2 separate regions of the Sus scrofa genome follow, and region 2 is linked to region 1. Evidence: chromatin contacts called from public Hi-C data. All regions are on one chromosome and are shown on one strand. The core of a region is the stretch at or near the end of the contact, and the rest is flanking DNA. Distances in the headings are between cores, read along the strand shown. Region 1 has its middle 230 kb from the start of NOVA1. Region 2 has its middle 360 kb from the start of NOVA1.

Region 1 (5,004 bases), core at 1,373-3,872:
TGTAGCCAAGAAAATGTCTTTTTTTTTTTTTTTTTTTTAAATAGCTCAGTGGAATAATAGTGCTTGCCAATTATGAAGGAGATATTTTGATGCCTGCTCCGGCTTGGGCTTTATTTAGATGGACTCCAATCCAATCCACTGTCAACTGAATTATATGCACCATGGACTTCAAAGGCTCTGTGCTCAATGGGAACGTCCAGGATGGAATGCTGTGAGAAATAAATGATTGTGCTGCAGTGCAGGCTGCCAAGCTGAGGCGATCCCTTTTCAGTCACTGGAAAAATGCGGTGTGCAAATGGACGTCACGCTGTGATAAGGGAAGTCCAAAAATATAGTTGCAACACAGTGAGCAAACTAAATGGAGGCAAATCTTTCACTTCCCTTGGACAGCCACGCTCTGCAGGTGGTTTTGCTGATGGACACAGTTGTGTGCGTGGATGTGTAAATATACATGCCTTGAACACCCCTTTCTGAAATAGGTATGTCAGAGTTGAAGTCACAGCAAAACTTGAAAGGGCCTGGGCAAAAGTAAAATTCGCTCCAGGTATTGGCTTTGGCTGTTTACCATGACTCCTGGGTAGGACAAGGTTTTTCCCAGGGAGCTCTGTTTACTTACTGCTTTTGGGAGCAGTGAGTCCTCTCTACTGCCTTCTGAGAGATGTGTCCATAGAGGCTGCCAGGTGAAAACTGAAGGTTGAGTCTCTGCGGCTCTTCTCTATACAAAGCACTTCTTAAACTTGAAGCTGCATTAGAATTGCCTGGAGGTCTCTTTAAGGTGGATTGTTGGGACTCACACCCCCACTTCCTGAGTGAGTTTCAGATTCCGTAGGTCTAGAGAGTGTCCCAAGATTTGACATTTTTATCAAGATGCTGGGTGACATTTGTGCTGTTGGTCTGGGGACCCCATTTCAAGCACGCTGTCCTCACCAGTGCAGATGCTTTTAAATGTGTTGCAAACACAATTCCACCTTAAACAAGCAAGCCTGCCTCTCTCCATTTGCCCAACTTTACATGTTTTGGTGATGCCAAAGTACATGATAGGAAATGCTAAATTATAGAAATTGCTGTTGAGCTGATGGGGGATTTGAATTCCTCATCACCCCGCTTCAAAAGAAGGTTGGAAGGAGGTACAGTTGTGATATTTGTTGGAGGAATTTTATGAAGGAGACACTTTCCTGCAGTACTATTGTCATTGTAGGGCTAAATATTATATTCAGCAAAAGAAGATCATTTTCCTTCTTTTCCCAACTATTCTCCAGGAACCTGGCCTTTAACGTATACAGCGGTTCCTGACTTTAAATCAATACGTTCTTGGTGAGACTGACTTAAAATAATTATTTAGGGGAAAGAGCCTCACCAGCAAGGAACTGTGGCCTTTTATGGAGTTTTGAGGTAGAAACTTAGCAATTTCCCAATAAGGGAACAGGTTTCAAGATAAAGTCTAACAAGCCAACATTTTACTTTAGGAATAGACAGGCAGACTCGCATTAAAATATAGCCGAAGTAGGAGTTCCCACTGGCCTTGCTTAGTGGGTTAAGGATCTGACTTTGCCACGAGCTATGGTATAGGTCGAAGACATGGCTTAGATCCTGCATTGCTGTGGCTGTGGAGTAGGCCTGCAGCTGTAGATCTGATTCGACCCTAGCCTGGGAACTTCCATATGCTGTGGCTGCGGCTGCGGGGCAGAGAAAAAAAAAAAAAAAAAAATTCTATCTATCTAGCTATCTATCTATTGTAGCTAATAGAAAAAGAAGTGAACACATGAAAAAAGGTGCTCAACCTTATTCTATACTTCAAAAAATTGAATTCGGGGCAACAAGATGTCACTGATGACTCGGGTGAGTAGACTGAGTGTATCCTGGAACATTTTTTAAGACATGCTGGTAATAATTATCAAAATTAGAAATACACATGTTCTTTGACCCAGAAATGCCACTGCCATAAACTCACTTTATGGAGATAATTGGAAACTTAAGGATAAGGATGTCTATAGAAGTACTGTTAGACTCACAATTAGGGATTGGTTAAGTTTATTTTGATAGAACTATATAATGTGCACTAATTTAGAAGAAAGGTGGTATCTCTTTGGTGGATGACTGTACATTAATTTTGTTGACTGTTCCACGTCTGACTTGCTGACTACTTTTGGAAATCCCTAGTCTTCACAATCAGCTCCCCCACTGACTATAGAAGAAAAAGTCCTGGAAATTCACTTTTCAATCTTCCCTTATTTGATGGAGCATAGGTCTTAGACTCTTCTATTCTGAGCGAATCGTCACAGACTTTGAAGTGGAAGTTTTTGATGCAAAGAAGCAGAGCTACAGAATCCATTCTGATGAGAGTGGTTGTTGGGCTGCATGCCATAGTCCTACAAGACTCTGGGCTCGCCCAGCTTCAAGACTGAAGAAAGAGCCCAGAGTTAGCAACAGAAATATGAATAGTTTACATGTCTGAAGCAAAATCCTGGAGCAACACCCCACTGTGTGTGGTGGAATGCAGGCAGGACATGGAGGTGGACTTCACTCTGGGTTGGGGAGGATTGCCAGTTGTAGGGGGAATAACATCCAGTTGGCTCATTGGTTACCAGGGGAACAAGCAGAGGGGCAGTCTCTTCACTGTCCCTTTGATAAGCTATCACTAGCTGTGACCCAGGGCAAGTACACACAAAGGTCAGCCATGTGCGTAGGGTATAAGTGAAGCAGGAACAGGTCAGGCGGGGGATGTTTGGAAAATAAACGAACAGCCATCTTGAGTGTCTTGATAATACATTGGTGGCAAAGAGAAGTTTGTTCTTCCTGCAGCGGTAGCAGAGGCAATATTTCTGGCAGCAGCATCAGGGCAGTGACTGTCATTGAGGAAGGAGCAGTGGCTGAACTCAGCCTTTAGCAGAGCAGCTGGGCAATGGGGTTTCAGAATAATTCCCTGTTGTGAGGTCTCCAGGTCTATTTCTCAGTCCATCTCAATTCTGAAAACACCCATTTTACTTTCTATAAATGTTGTTCTGCTTCAATCAGGCAGATTTCTATTGCCTACACCTGCAACCTTGACTAGGGCAGCCTTTGTTTTTTTGCTTTTTATGGTTGGACCCTCGGCATATGGAAGTTCCCAGGCTAGGGACTGAAGCCAGCCTACGTCACAACCACAGGCAACACCAGATCTGAGCCTGAGCAGCATCTGTGACCTACAATGCCAGATCCTAAACCCACGAAGCTAGGCCAGGAATCGAACCTGCATCCTCATGGATGCTAGCTGGATTCTTAACCCGCCGAGCCACTGCAGGAACGCCAACTGGTGCAATCTTTATGTACTACTATAGCAAAATCTTAAAGATCAGTTCGTGATTTGGCAAAAAAAGGTTGCTGAATGAGTATAGTATGGTTTACCTTTATATATAAGGGCAAATTTTAAGATAGAAGGACATATAACAACAATTAAAATGGTTTTATTTATCATTTTTAACGTCTTTTTAAATTTTGAACATTTTCTTATTTTATTGTGATGTAGCAATGTGTTGTGTAGTAAAATAAAATTTTAAATAACATAATGGTACCCAACCCAAGAATTTCAAGGTATTTTATACCCATGTTTTAAACTTTCTAGAGTTCTTATTAAAAATCACTTAAGCTCAGATTTCTTTGGAAGCCCTGGTGAATGTTAACTAGAGCCGGGCTATGGTGCTGACCAGCCTTTCCTGTGTTGCATCTGTTTTCTCATGTTGGTGGAGACATTCTCCTTGTGGGGTAACTTCTGACTCTCTCTGTCAGAGCCTGAAAAAGACCACCAAGTGAGCTATCCTCCCTGCAATGTGGGGACCTCCCCTTAAAGAGTAAAAATCACCGTACTTTGTCTGCCATTGCCAAATACCAGTGTGGAGTCAGAGCATTAGGTGAAGCAGAAAAACATAGCTTTATCACTTTGCCAGGCAAAGGAGGCCACAGCAGCCTAATGCTTTAAAAACTGTGCCCCCTTGGGAGAGATTAGGATGTGGTTTTATAGTTTGGAGAGTGTAAAATAGGGCCACAGATAAGGATCTAGGTAGAGGCAAGCTTGCATTGTCTTTCAAAGCTGATATTTAGTGGCCCCAGGACTGGTTCTGCTGGTCCTCCTTTTTCCTGGAGTGAAGAACTGTCCTCAAGTAGTTCTTCCCTTTGTCGGGAAGCTCTGCAGGAAGGCTCAAAGATATTGTTATGTATATTCCTCGAGGAGGAACCAGGACCCTGCCCCAGGCTACACTATTGTCCCTTGACTGCCCCATCTGGTCTCTGCATGCCCTCCGCCCCCTGGTTAGCAACTGCCCTTTGGAACCCAGGAGGCTGAGGCTTATTCCCTAAAAACTAGAAATGGAGGACACAAAAAGGCTTATGTGCCCAGGAGCACTATAGTGTTGCGGCGGCTGTCAGCAGCCCAAGGCCGGAGTGTATCAGCTCTGGTGGCAGCCCTATGGCCAGTGCACCAGCTCCAGCAGCTCTGTGGCCACAGTGTATCAGCCCCAGCGGCTCTTTCACCCGGTGAGAAACCAAGCGAGCACTCGGAGAGTTGGAGAACTCAGGTTTATTATGCCGGTGGGCTCAGAGGAGATCGCTCTCCGAAGTCTGAGCTCTGAAGAGGGGTTTCACAAGGTTTTATGGGCTAGTTCTTCCGGGTCCGTGCTTGGCGGACCGGAGTGAGAACTGGCAAAGTAATAGATGCGGGAGTGAGTTTTACAGAAGCAGGTGTGTGGGGAGGGGTGGTTAGCTGTAGTTGGCTGGGTTGGGGCAGTTTGGCCAGATTTTGCTTAGTCATCATGGCCGGGATGTCTCCTTTCGACCTTTTTGTCAGGACATTTTCCCCTACAGTAGGGTCCTGCTTGGTTACACTAGTTCCAATCTTGCTGGAAAATGTGTCCTGAATAACATGGAAAGAGCACGTTCACCTGCCTGACTTTCCTGGATTCACCATGAACCCAAACAGGGTGGACAAAAATACAACTTCAGGACAGATGTGAAAATTCAGTGCCTACAGAA
Region 2 (5,215 bases), core at 2,446-4,945, 130 kb after region 1:
ACCATGGCAACTACTTATTTCTATCCAAGTCTTCTTAGCATCCAGCAACTCTAGAGGTTGATGAGTAAAAACTAAAGTCCTAGTTAGTACAATTAGGATAGTAGCTGAGATCAGTATTGCTATTTTCAGCAGAGCCTCTCTTTTTCCTTCCATTTAAAAAAATTTTTTTTAAAATAATGAAATTTTAAAAATTAAAAAAATTTTCAAATGTCTGGAATTAGAAAATGAGGGAAGAGTTGTAAGATTGCCCCCAGTTTGAGCATAGGCCTCTTCCTCAGTGGGAAGTTTGCCGGAACTCAGTTCATCTCCCAAGCAAAGTTGAGAGCTGTGATCACTCTCTGTCGGCCCTCACAAGTCTTGTTTCACCTGGTCCATTACATTGCTGAGACTCTCAGGTGGTGATCTGTATTCTTTCTGATAGAGCTTTTCAGGTCCCTGGCATCTCTGTTTATTGGCAGTGGTGTTCTGGATCCAGCTGGTACTGTCTCATGACAGCTGATTGTTAAATTTTCAGGAATTTTGTGAGCTGGTTGATGTATGTTGGAGCTTGAAATGGGCCACTGTTGGAGTATTTACACCACGGAAATCAACAAATGCTATGAATCAGTGCTCCTCCTACTCCAAGGACCATTTGTTAAATATTTACTGACCCAGCACTGGTGGTAGGCAATAATTCCTTCCTATTGCACTCAGGGATAATCGGAAGGAACATTTGACTAACTCAAAAAACAATTTTCTTACTCCCCATTTCCGAAAACAGCAAATAACTGAACTAATACAGCTGAAAATTTCTTAGGAAAAAAATTCTCTCTCCCCACCCCTGCCTCTCCACCTCCCTCAATTCCCAAACCTCATTTCCAATCACTTCCCTTTTAAGTTTGTGCCAAGTCAGACATGCTCCAAGATTGTTTATTCTCACGGTATTTTTTACTGAATAATCATTGTGCTCTTTATTTGGTTTCTACCATGTGCCAAATGTGGAGCTTTGTAATACAGCCTTTTAGTTTTTAAAGACTAATCTATTATAGATAGAGACCCAAACTGGGGTTAGGTCACCTCTCTTTTTATTCCCTGTTCTTTTTATTCCCAATTGTTGAATCATTATATAAAGACAAATATAATAAGAGAAGTCTTGGTGTCAGAGGACTTGAGTCTGAGTGGCCAACATACTCTGATAATTGGGAAGGAGGGGAATTTCCTTGCATTTCCTTCCCTGCAGAGGGTGCTCCACTAGAGCAGCTCTCCTGATTTTTCCTTACCTCCCTGCGTATTACTCCCTAGGGTAGGTGACCTGGTTTTTCTTAGTCATGATTGTCAAAGTGCCACTTCTTATGTGTTCCCTCTAAGGGATCTAGTTGCCAAGGAAAGAGTCATTCTGTTTTTCCCTCCATGCTGTGTATTTTACATGGTGAAATCTCCAGGCAATTCAGTCATCTGAAACTGATAGGAAAGTCTCTTTGCTTTTAGACTTCTGTATTAGGAAGCTCTGAATTCTTATAACTTATATTATATTCTTCAATTTAGTCTTAATAATAAAGGTGATAGTCCAGCCTCTATTTACAGACTCCTTTGTCTTCATTAATGGTTCAGAACTCAGAAAAGAGGAGTGTGATTTGTCGGGTTTCTTCAAATACCAAAACTAATGTAATCTTGAGATTACAGAAGTTCTGTTTCTGTGTTTGTAACAAAAGGGAAAGTTACCAGTGTTATAGGGTTCCTTGATTCACCAAATATTTAATTAGTGCCTGTTGAATTTACCAAGTGCCCAGTGTCTATCAAGCACTGCCTAAAGTCCTAGGAACATTATGTCCCAGACCACTATGAAGACAGCTTATAGACATGCAAAAAACAAATTCTGCATAAAGTTTATAATCGAGAAAAGAGCTCTAATATTACATTCTGTGTCATAATAGCAGCACAGAGAAGGGAGTAACTCTATCTGGGGAGAGTTCAAAGAGAGAAGAGGCAGATACTTTTTTCTAAAATTACCTCCCCACAACAAATCTTTTATCAAACTTATTTTTATTTTAGTTCCTACTCACAGTTCCTAAGAAATATGTTAATGAAATAGAAATGGAAAAAAAATTAAGTTGGATAACCTATGTACTATGACTGATCCTTAAAAATAAATCAAGAATTTACCAAACTGACTTTTGCCAAACTGTGTTAGTTTTCTAGGGCTGCAAAAACAAAGTACCACAGACTGAATAGTAGAAACAATGGAAATTTATTTCTCATAATTTTGGATATCAGAAGTTCAAGACCAAGGAATTGGTTTCTTCTGGTCTCTTTCCTAGGCTTGTAGATGGTCATCTCCTCTGTGCCTTCACACAGCCTCCCCTCTGTCCATGTTTATGTGCTAATCTCTATGTCTTCTGTGGGTTTTTTTTGTTTGTTTTTGTTTTTGTTTTTGGCTTTTTAGGCCACACTGGCAGCATATGAAAGTTCCCAGGCTAGGGGTCAAAGTGGAGCTACAGCTGCCAGCCACAGCCATAGCAACGCAGGATCTGAGCAACGTCTGTGACCTACACCACAGCTCATGGCAACACTGAATCCCTGACCCACTGAGCGAAGCCAGGGATCAAACCTGCCTCCTCTTGGATACTAGTCGGACTCGTTTCCACTGCGCCATGATGGGAACTCCCTTAATCTTTTAATGACAGCTGTCACACTGGCTTAGGGCTTTTCCTAATACCTCCTTTGCTTGATCACTTCTTTTAGAGACCCTATTTCTAAATGTATTTACATTCTGAGTTAGTGGGGGACTGACTTCAATGTATGAATTTCAGGGAAACACTGTTCGGTCCATTAACAGCCACCTTCCATGAAAATTCTCTAGCAGTAGTGAGGAACTTAGCTATGATCTTGAGAAGCAAGCACTCCTTTCCAGATGTCAGTGATTTGCCAAATTGTCCTTAACAAGTACATCCTTTTTCTTACCTGTAAGTGTTATCCTTTCTATATGACCTGTTGATAATACTGGCTTATTTCAGAGGGTTTTTTTTTTTTTTAAGTATGGAACTGCAAGAGAGAAGGACCCTATAGTCCTCCCCCTCCATGTCCTCTGCCTGCCTTTTTGTCTTTAGTCAAAGAATAAGATTAATCAGAGAAGTGAGAAAATCAAACAGGACAAAATAATGATAGTTTAGTCAGTAAGCAAAGTCGAGGACCTTTAGTTTCTTCTCAAGGGCTAATGATAAAATAATATTCTGAGCCATATCCTGTGAGCTGTCTTATAGATACTGAAATCTCCACCAGGTGGAAGATGTTAACCACATGGTGACAAGACTGTATCTATGACAAAAGCTGCCACAATTCTGAGAATTGTCCTCAAGGAAATGGGAATAAACTGACCCTGGATGGAACTGAAAATTAACTATACTTGAAACAATTAAGATAACACTGGTCAGACTGCCACCTGACCAATTTCTAGATGACTGTCGGAGCAAACTGTGTTGTTTCTATGTGTTGTCCCCTCTCTTCACCTATAAAAGCTCTTGCTCCCTGATTGTCAGTGGGGGGAATTGGCCTCTGAACAGGAGTTTCCCCATCCCCCCACTCTCTGTTGCTGGCCTCTGAAATAAAGCAAGCTTTCCTTTCCATGACCTTTGCCTCTTTACTGGTTTTAGAGAGGCGAGCAGCTGTACCCACTTTCGTAATTTTTTAGCACCCATTATGAGGCTGCTGCAGTCTCGCGATATTAGGCTCTCCTGGAGAAAACCAAATAGAGGCACAGCCAAGACAACGTGCTGCGGTGGCTGTGATGAGCCTGCTGCTTGTGGCTAGCTGGCTCCCAGAGGGGGATTTTGGGGGAATGTTTCTGTTTGCTGCCTAAAGCAATTGTTTTGGGGATCCTCCCAATTTCTCCCCTGCTCAGCACAGGCTGCCAACTTAAGCTTTTCCTTGGTGGAATGGAAAGATGGATCTAGACAAGCTGACAAGCTCCAAGACCAAGTAAGTCCACCAGTGTGTACCTGGGCAGATTTCTCTTTTGAGCACGAAGCACTATTTGGGCATTTTTCCAATTGGTTCTGCTGTCTGTCTGCCATTGAGGACAGTTTGTGAGCATGGAAAGCTATCTGGGCATTTTGCTAGTTAGTTTTGAACTGTATCTGATGTTAAGGACCATTTGTGTTGAAGTGTTTGTTTGGGACTGAATCTTGGAGGATTCAGGTCTGTCTTCTGAGGTGTGAATATGTATTCCATTTGTGTGACTGGTATTTTTGTTGCCTTTATCAAGATGAGAAGTTCATGTTCAATTCATTAGAAGGATTTAAGCTATGAAACAATGACTAAAGAAAAAGATTTTTTTTTAAATACTGTGTGGCCATCAACAGTATTCTTCAAACTCTGGAAAAAATTGGTTAAGATGAAACTCTTTTGAAATTCTCAAACTGGTTATTTTTGCATATGTAGTTAGAGAAAACTAGCTTAATAAATTTTTTTTTTTAGAATTCTGACCCCAAGAGAACAAAAATATACTTAGGAGAAAAGTTGAAGTTAACACTTACATCCTTGAAATACAAACTCAGTCCACTTTGCCTGAGACTTCAGCCTTGGTTACTAGTAGAATTTAAAACAAATTTTCTTTTCCACCAGCCTTGCCTCTTTATTGACTTTAGACTGGTGAGTAGCTGGACTCCATTTTTGGTAACAGAACCATGCAATAATGAAACAGTTAAGAACTGGTGACGTATTAAAATTCTTATCTATTCATTTTTACCAGAAGGAAGAATTTGACCTAAGGGAAACTTGTTATGCCACAGATTTCTTTTTTTCTTTCTTTCTTTTTTTTTTTTTTTTGTCTTTTTGCTATTTCTTTGGGCCACTTCTGCGGCATATGGAGGTTCCCAGCCACAGATTTCTTAATTTCTCTCCTGTTTACCCCTCTTTCTTTCTTATTCCTTGTAATACTAAGAATTGCCTCAGGGGCAAAACAAAGGTGTAGATCAATCAAGAAACACTGATTTCATGTGTTTTTTTCATCTTGCTGAGTTCTTTATGTGTTTTTCAGGAAATTGTAGAAACTGTTGAAAGAGAGCATTGCAAAAATGGAAAGTTCTTAGCAAATGATTTACTTTAGGAAAGAGATCTTGTTGAAAACATACCTTCTGAAATTATCTGAACTTGAGCATAGAGTTTAATGCATGTTAGAATTCCACTGATTAGAAATTTGCTGTATTCTTTGTCATATCTTTGCTATGTCTCTGGGGTT

The links. Hi-C and Micro-C count contacts between places; a contact is called where the count stands out from the background.
Region 2: a Hi-C map of liver shows a contact between it and region 1, with 2.5 times the contacts expected there. The contact joins two enhancer-like sites. A contact is called at or near these places in 1 of 5 promoter capture datasets (liver) and 2 of 47 Hi-C or Micro-C datasets (both in liver).

Annotation. Positions count from the first base shown.
Region 1 is chr7:73,028,664-73,033,667 of Sscrofa11.1, forward strand. No RefSeq gene overlaps it. Among named protein-coding and RNA genes, the nearest start is that of NOVA1, 230 kb to the left of the region's middle. Within about 2 kb of position 2,623, at least 6 of the 83 cell types and tissues checked have an H3K27ac peak or open chromatin away from gene starts, as enhancers often do. A contact at or near this core is called in liver, where this site is marked.
Region 2 is chr7:73,159,891-73,165,105 of Sscrofa11.1, forward strand. No RefSeq gene overlaps it. Among named protein-coding and RNA genes, the nearest start is that of NOVA1, 360 kb to the left of the region's middle. Within about 2 kb of position 3,696, at least 4 of the 83 cell types and tissues checked have an H3K27ac peak or open chromatin away from gene starts, as enhancers often do. A contact at or near this core is called in liver, where this site is marked.